Regions from separate parts of the Sus scrofa genome. Here region 2 is linked to region 1. The links are chromatin contacts, called in public HiChIP or PLAC-seq maps. All regions are on one chromosome and are shown on one strand. Each heading gives the region's core, a stretch centred on a gene start, on an enhancer-like site or on the middle of the called end of the contact. The rest is flanking DNA. Distances are from core to core; before and after follow the strand shown. Region 1 overlaps SPTY2D1 (protein SPT2 homolog). Region 2 has its middle 15 kb from the start of LDHA.

What was found. HiChIP or PLAC-seq counts read pairs in DNA pulled down with a chosen protein or histone mark.
Region 2: an H3K27ac HiChIP or PLAC-seq map of alveolar macrophages shows a contact between it and region 1. The contact joins two enhancer-like sites.

What each region holds. Positions count from the first base shown.
Region 1 is chr2:40,589,814-40,594,014 of Sscrofa11.1, reverse strand. It overlaps SPTY2D1 (protein SPT2 homolog), which reads right to left. Exons shown (of 6, transcript XM_021083260.1): 2 at 255-369. Among named protein-coding and RNA genes, the nearest start is that of SPTY2D1, 10 kb to the right of the region's middle. Within about 2 kb of position 2,149, at least 7 of the 83 cell types and tissues checked have an H3K27ac peak or open chromatin away from gene starts, as enhancers often do. A contact at or near this core is called in alveolar macrophages, where this site is marked.
Region 2 is chr2:40,838,683-40,842,883 of Sscrofa11.1, reverse strand. No RefSeq gene overlaps it. Among named protein-coding and RNA genes, the nearest start is that of LDHA, 15 kb to the right of the region's middle. Within about 2 kb of position 2,518, at least 37 of the 83 cell types and tissues checked have an H3K27ac peak or open chromatin away from gene starts, as enhancers often do. A contact at or near this core is called in alveolar macrophages, where this site is marked.

The sequences.
Region 1 (4,201 bases), core at 900-3,399:
CGTACTAGAGAGCTAATATGGCCAATTAGAAGTTATGATCACTATACCCAAAAAGCTTTTTTGAGAATAAAAGATAACATCCATGCAAAAGGTCAACATAAGAACATATGTAATACTATAAACAGAGTTGATTTAGACATATATTCAACAAATCCATTAGCCTGTTACAATGTTATAAGCATCCACTGGTTAGGCACAAGCTAAATGTGAAGACAGAACACTTTAAACTTGAGAATAAGGCTATAAATTCATACCTTTTTGTCTAAGTTCCTCTTCTTTTCTTCTGAGAAAAGCTTGGACAGCTGCCGACTGGACACCCTTAACTTTTGGGTCTTTTTTGGGAGGCCCCACTGCCAAACTGTATCGTTTCTAAAAATAAAAAAAGAGTAAAATGTTATATGAGATTAGCTGTAAAACAATAGGAATTAAATGTTCTAAATGTTGACTGAGAAATCTATTCTGAATAAGAAATCACATAACCCACGTGAAAGCTTAGCTATAAAATTTCAGGCTAAATATGATTATACATGACTATTTTTAGGTGTAGTGTTTCTTTAAACATGCCCCAACAGTGCATTAAGTGAACAATTCAGAGAAATACTATTTTCAGGCTATTTTCCTCCAAAGGTTATCTAGACTGAGAGGCTGAAAAAAATCACCTCTAAAACAGATTCAATTTGTTTCAGAATTTATTTAAAAGATCTGCCTTCTTCAGAACTAAGCATTTCAAAGTCCAACTTACCAAACAAAACTACTACTCACAACTGTTTTCCTCCTGAGTATCCTAGTGCAGATGCTTTTTTAGTAGAGACTCATAGCTTCTACATAGGTTATTTTGTTTACAACATGAAACACTGAGATTCTACTTTGACCACAGGTAAGGCTGGCAGCAAACCATAGTTAAAAAACATTTCAAGACAAAAAAAAAGGGCTAAGCAGGAGTTTCTGTTGTGGCCCAGTAGAAATGAATCCAACTAGTAACCATGAAGCTGTGGGTTCGATCCCTGGCCTCGCTCAGTGGGTTAAGGATTGGGTGTTGCCATGAGCTGTAGTGTAGGCCAGCAGCTACAGCTCACATTCGACTTCTAGCCTGGGAACCTCCATATGCCACAGGTGCAGCCCTAAAAAGCAAAAAAAAAAAAAAAAAAAAAAAATCTAAGCAGAGAGTTCCCATGGTGGCTCAGTAGTAATGAACCCAACTATCCATGAGGATACAGGTTTGATCCCTGGCCTTGATCAGTGGGTTAAGGATCCAGTGTTGTCGAGCTGTGGTGTAGGCCAGCAGCTATAGCTCCAGTTTGACCCCTAGCCTGGGGAACTTCCATATACTGTGGGTGCAGCCTGGAAAAGACAAAAAAAAAAAAAAAAAAAAAAAAAAAATCTAAGCAGCAAGGAAGGGCCCAAGTCTCTGTAACCTTTGAGTGTAGCTCTTATGTTCATTAAATATTAATTTGCCACACAAACCCAAAAAGTATTAACATTATCCTGGAACAGATGGTATTTCTCTGGGCTTTCATTTTTATGTAAATGCACTGGAAAATGACTAAAACTAGAATAATGTTAATTTAAACTATAAGAAGAAAAATAATCTCATTTTATAACTATCATTAGAGAAGTAGGATAAACAGAGTAATAACTCATACCAGGATGATTCATATATAGGACCATTCCACATTAAATTCATGGGCTGGAAAAAAGATTTTTTTTTTTTCTTTTTTAGGGCCAAACCCATGGCATAAGGAGGTTTCCAGGCTAGGGGTCAAATTGGAGCTGTAGCCGCTGGCCTACATCACAACCATGTCAGATCCTTAACCCACAGAGAAAGGCCAGGGATCGAACCTATGTCCTCATGGATCAGATTTGTTTCCACTGAGCCACACAGGAACTCCTGGAAATAAGAATTTTTTAATGTACTCCCTCTTTTGTCTTAGGTAGATAACATTCTTATCCACTGAACCTATTGCTGAGCTAGTTAAAAAAGAAACACTAACCTAAGAGAACAAATTGAGCTGCTTGGGAACCAAAAAAGCAATTCTCAAAATGTTCATGAAGTTCCTGGAGGAAAGCCAAAGAATCCATGCTTACTACAGGGCAGCCAAATAGAAGGCATCTTGAAACAGGTTCTTGAAACAGGTTCCAGCTAAATCAGTCTACCAACAGAGCAGCTGGCCAAGAAAGCAGGCCCTAATCCAACCTGCAAATCCTGAATGATAGCAATGCTGAGACCAGACACATCCCTCACAGAGAGAAATTCCAAAAGAGAGCATCTAGATTCCTTTCCCACTCAACTTGGCTGTCATAATAAAATCCTTTGATAAGTCTGTATCTTTGTAAATTTAGTTGCAGACCCTTTCCATAGTGGACTGACTGGAGCCCAATATTTGAAGGAGAAAAGGAGAGGGAAAGGAATAACGGAGAAAAAGGAATATTTCTTACCGAACTAGATACATGAAATTTGTCATGGTTTACAAGAACCTCATATACAGGCCTTATCCACAAGAAACTCACATTTTCTTAACAGAAGGACTCCCATGAAGATGACGCAAGTTGTATAAGACATAGGGAGACTTATAAGCAGAGGCACACACTCACTCTATTATATCCCACGTGGAGATATGTGAGAAGAGGAAGGGGGGATCTGAGTTGCCAAATCATAAGGTTTTTCCTGTCTGTGCCAACTACAGAGGCCCTAGATGCACTCATCAAATCAAAGCTTGTACAGGGCTCTCCCTGCCAAAAACTGCCAATATACACATTAGTATTAATTATTTAAAATAGGATTGGTTTGTTATCGAGGTATCACAGCAATTGAGCAATTCCTAATTTGATTTCAGGGCAGATACCTTTCTTCCTAATCTGGGACTTCAAAAGGTACATAATGGGATGTGACTAGCAGAAAAGTGACTCAAATGAATATAGGTACTGAAAGAGAAGAGTTCAATGGGCACTGTTTAACACCTATTAAATAAGGTGCATATCACCTTCAGAATTTTTGGCCTTTTAGTGTACCACTTATTATTATTATTATTATTTTGCTTTTTAGGGCTGCACCCATGGCATATGGAGGTTCCCAGGCTAGGGGATCTAATGGGAGCTGTTGCTGCCAGCCTACACCACAGCCACAGCAACGCAGGATCCCAGCAAAGCCTGAGACCTATACCACAGCTCACAGCAATGCCAGATCCTTAACCCACTGAGCAAGGCCAGGGATCGAACCCGCAACCTCATGGTTCCTAGTTGGGTTCGTTTCTGCTGCACCATGAAGGGAACTCCACCACTTATATTATTATTTGCTAATTTTAAGAAAATACATAGATCAAACACCATGAATTATTATTACACCTTTAATCTCACCAATAATATACATGAAATGACTAGCTTGAAAGGCTAATTATATTTTTCTAAATCCCATCAAAATACAACTATTTTTCAAAAATATGTAACAGCGAAAATAAAAAGTGTTTGTGTATCACCTAAAATTGTGGTACAGCCAGAACTATGCTGTGCTTTGGGAAATACCAACAAAGGAACATAAACATAGAAAAGGCAGAACACAAGAAAGAAACAAGGGAGGGGGTTTAGGAACTCGAATTCACTCAGAAAAGAATCCCAAAGATGAATCTGAGCTTTTTTCAAAGTACACATCTATTTTGATTAATTCATATGTGTATTTCAAATTCAGTTGTTTTTTGTTTTTTAAACACTTCTAATCCTTAAGCTGGTCTCACATTTAACTCAATACCTTTGCTATCCTGTCCTCTCCCTCTGATGTAGAAGGATTTCAATAAATCTATAAAAGATCTTATTTTATGGGTCTGCTAGGAAACAATTTAAGGAGGGCAAAGTCCTACTTGACGAGGCTTAATCTTATTTACTAACAGGAGCTGAGTCATAATTAATAGGTTCTTACATCCTCTGTAGCTTGATGCACTCAAAAGCAGATACTAGGAGAATATTAAAATATTCTCTGAGGTAAAGTTTAGATCAAAACCTAGAAAATTGGGGCAATAAAAAGGGCTGGTTTGGGGTTACACTGTGGCCCAATGAGATTGGCCGTGTCTTGGGAGTACTGGGACGCAGGTTCAATCCCTGGCCTGGCACAGGGGGTTAAGGACCCAGCGCTGCCACGGTAGGTCGCAACTGCTGTTCAGATCTGATCCCTGGCCCCAAGGACTCCGTGTGCCACAGGGTGGCCAAAAAA
Region 2 (4,201 bases), core at 1,269-3,768, 250 kb before region 1:
TGCATTCTGAAAGGCCTGGACAGGAAGAAAGACAGGGCCCTCCTCAAATGGGGTCACTCTGGGCTTTATTTTCCCCATCCCGCTCCGTCCCAGGACTGACAAAGTTGCACAGAAGCAGGCTGACAAGAGCTGTCCCACATGATCATTATCAGCCCCTGGCACATTCCTGCTGCTCAGGGCAGTGAGGACGCAGCCTCCGAGGAGCAATGCCTCATGTCAACTTCATTGACTTTCTGCTTCGTTAGGTCAGTGAGAGGCTGCAGCTTGCACAGAGAGGCCTCTTCAGCACAGCCTAGCAATTTCCTGAGAGGACCTCCCCATTGTCCCTGCTGCCAGGGGCAGTAGCTGCATCTGGTTTCTATGCAAAGAGTCTGCCCAGGTGCCACCTGGATTTCATATCTTCAAAGCCTGTCTACAGCACATCTGGCTGTGTGATTTAGGGCAAGTGCTTTACCTCCCCAAGATTCAGTACCTGTTTCTGGAAAATGGGAGTAATGATGTTCCCTACCCCACAAGATGGTTGTGAAGATTAAATTAGATAATGCATTGGCATTCTCCAGTGGTGGTGCACAGGTTAAGGATCTGGCATTGTCACTGCAGCAGCTTGGTTACTGCTGTGGCACATGATGGATCCCTGACCTGGGAACTTCCACATGCCACAGGCATGCCACCCCTCCCTCCCCCCAAATTAGATGATGCATGTAAAATCTCACAAAGTCTGGACCCACAAGATTTGATCTAGCACTGACCAGGAAGCCCCCTTCAGCAATCACAAGTAATTTCAAAACAGCTCAAATCCTAGGCTGGCCCTTTGGGCAAACTGAAAGTAGAATTTAGTGATGTCTGTAGCAGCATTTATCAAGAATCTTCTTTCCTGTCAGAGCTCCTTTCATCCTTAAGGAGAAGTCAGGCCAACTCTTCCAATCTCCCACCTCCAAAATTCCCTGGAGACATTTTCTCTTCCTCTTTATTATATAGATTAACATCCTTTAGACTCAAATCATTCTTCCCACCACCAGTCTAAATACACATAGTCTTCCCCAACTGGGTATTATTGATTCTGTATCACAAGAGCCCAAGGAACAAGTTGAGCAGAAGCCAAACTCCCACCTTGGGATTGGGAGAAGAACTCTTGTGGGCAGGGAAGGCTGTGAACTCTCACCTGGCACAGTATTCCCACAATTGAATTTTTTGTTATTTTTATAATTTTTTGTTAAAGTGTAGTTGATTTACAATGTTGTGCCAATTTCTGCTGTACAGCAGAGTGACCCAGTGACAGATATATACACATTCCTTTTCTCATATTCCATCATGTTCTATCCCAAGAGACTGGATGTAGTTCACTCTGCTATAGAGTAGGACCTCATTGCATATCCATTCTAAATGTGATCATTTGCACCTACTAACCCCAAACCCCCAGTCCATCCCACTTCTTCCTCCCTTCTGCTTGGTTGGCAACCACAAGTCTGTTCTCTCTCTGTGAGTCACACAACTGAATTTCAGGCTTCCTCCCAGCAATGTGCACAGAGGGCTGAGAGGAGGAGCTGGCCGAACCAGGAGCAGTTCCACTTTGCATTCTGATTTGGCTTTCTCCTGGAAATGGAATCTCTCTGAAGGGGCCTCCCCAGTTCTCGACATTGTGGCAGTAATGTTAGCTCCATCTCTTCTCCTGGGGTCCGCCCCCCCACCCTCCCACTGGCTCTTGAGTCTGTCTCCATATTGATAAACACCCACCCTGCTAAAAGCTTGCCAGCTCCTCAGATGCCCCAGGGGCCATTTTATGGGGTGGAGGTTAGTAAGGATCTGGGATTATTGCCATTATCCATGGCAAACTATCTCCTGGACCACCACCACCCCCTGTGCCAGGAAGAGCAAAGTCTGAAGCCAGCTAACACATTGTGAAATTCTCACCTGTCGCCCATTACCCTAAACCAAAACCCCACTGTCTTCCCTGAGAAATGAATTCCACATGGGAGAGAGAGAATGGTTTCCAAAGAATCCAGCCTGACCCATTTCAGGACCTTTCTCAAAAACCTGCCACTGGGCCTGAAGCCTTCCGGGGCAACCCAGCTGGGCTTCCTCCCTCGGCTGTTCCTAACTTCCAGGGATGACAGGGGGGTGTGATGGGCCCACAGTGACAGTCAGCCCCACTGGGGTCTGCAAGGGAGCCCTGCCAAGGATGCTGGCTCTGGATTGTCGCCCAAGGCAGGAAGCTCTGGCCTATGGTTACCATGGAGATCTTGGCACAGCCTGTGTCCATATGTGGTTGACAGGCGGCCTCCCTTAGGAAATGAGAAAGATTTGATTTCTTGAGAACTGACTCAGCTTGGGTGGAGAGTCTGACATGATGGACCTGCAGCTAAGGGGGCCACAGAGGAGGCTAAGGCTGGGTGCTCTGTGAGAATAGTGCTCTATTGAGGTGGCCTCCTACCAGTCCTATTGCTTTAATGACTGGGGTGTGGCCTCCTGCTGAGTGAGGCCTCTCTGCCAAGCTGCCAATTCCAAGTAAGGGCTGTTCAAAGAGGCTCTAGTTCAGTGGAAAAACCCCAGAAGTCAGAGCTGGAAGTGGAGCCACACCCACAGTGCCAGAGAAAGCCTGGGCTTGTGGAGAAGGCCATGGTGTCTGGTACGGAGGAGAAAGCACTAGACTAGGTGGCAGGTTCCTGTCCTTTAGCCACTACCCGAAACACTAAGGTAGAGTTGAAAGCACTTCACTTTCCTTGCCTCTCTGGGCCCTAATTTCCCACTGAGCAATGATGTCTGTCTTCAGGCCAGTAGGATTGCTGAGGGCCCTACAATACAGGCAATGTGGGGCAGCGGAAACGAACCCTTCTAGGAACCATGAAGGTGAGGGTTCAAGCCCTGGCCTCGCTCACTCAGTGGGTTAAGGATCCAGTGTTGCTGTGAGCTGTGCTGTAGATAACAGAGGTGGCTTGGATCCCGTGTTGCTGTGGCTGTGGCGTAGACCAGCAGCTCTAGCTCCGATTCAGCCCCTAGCCTGGGAACCTCTATATGCTGTAGGTGCAGCCCTAAAAAGCAAAAAAAAAAAAAAAAAAAAGATGATATAGTTTAAAAAAAAAAAGGGCAGGTGCGAGGGGCTGATCTCCCTCCTATTCAATGGAAGGCCAAATCTGTGAAGGCCTTTCCTAGGCTTTCATCCCTCTGTGGCTAAAACCGGAGGATGAGCTAAGTTAAAATGTCCTTTAAGAGGGCCTGACACTGCAAGTGTGTTTGTACAAAGGGCAGAGTTTGGCCCCGCACACACGTGGGCTGTGCAAGGCTAACGGAGCACCAGCAAGAGGGAGGCTGATTAGATAGGGCCCTGAAGCAGCCCTGTGGATGGACAGGTGAGTTGTCTGGACCTTCCTGCAGCCCTGGATGAAAGGCCTTGAGAAGTATTTATCACATTTGCCCTTTGATATTTATTCCAGGAACAAAAAGCCAACTGCTTTCCAGGTTGTGAGGCACCCCATAAAAACAGAGCAGCAGAGTAGCGTAGGATAAGAAAAACTAGACCAGGAGTTTGAAATTCATCAGACTGCTTTCCAGCTATAAGGTCTGAAGCAATTACATTTTTTGAGGTTTGGTAGTCTCACCAGTAAAACGGAGATAAACATTCTAGTTCAACTTTCCTCTCCTGATTGAGGTAAAAATACCATGAGAGGGAGTTCCTATTGTGGCTCAGCAGTAATGAACCTGACTAGTATCCATGAGGATGCAAGTTTGATTCCTGGCCTGCTTCAGTGGATTAAGGATCCTGCCTTGCTGTGTCTGTGGGGTAGGCTAGCAGCTACAGCTGCAATTTGACCCCTAGCCTGGGAACTTCCGTATGCCACCAGTGTGGCCCTAAGAAAAAAAAAAAAAAAAAAATACCCTGAGAATGGAAATGAAAGCGCCACTAAATGATGCACAAATGAAGGACCTAGTGAGCTTTATCCAGCTGTAGAGAAGCCTTCTCCATGTCTGCACCTACCACAGCCTGTGGGCCCTCCTGGGGTTCAAAAGAGCTCTCTTTTGCTCCTCTTAACAGAATCCCAGGCTCCCTAGTAGAGCCTGACCCCCTCTGTACCCTAGAAAAATGTGTTGGGACTACATTTTCAGGTCAGAGTGCTCTGAGCAGCTCAAGTAATAGGTCAGAGAGCCTCCTCCAATAGAACCCACTTTGTGAGGTGTAGCAAGATGAATGCCTGTGTACCCCAGT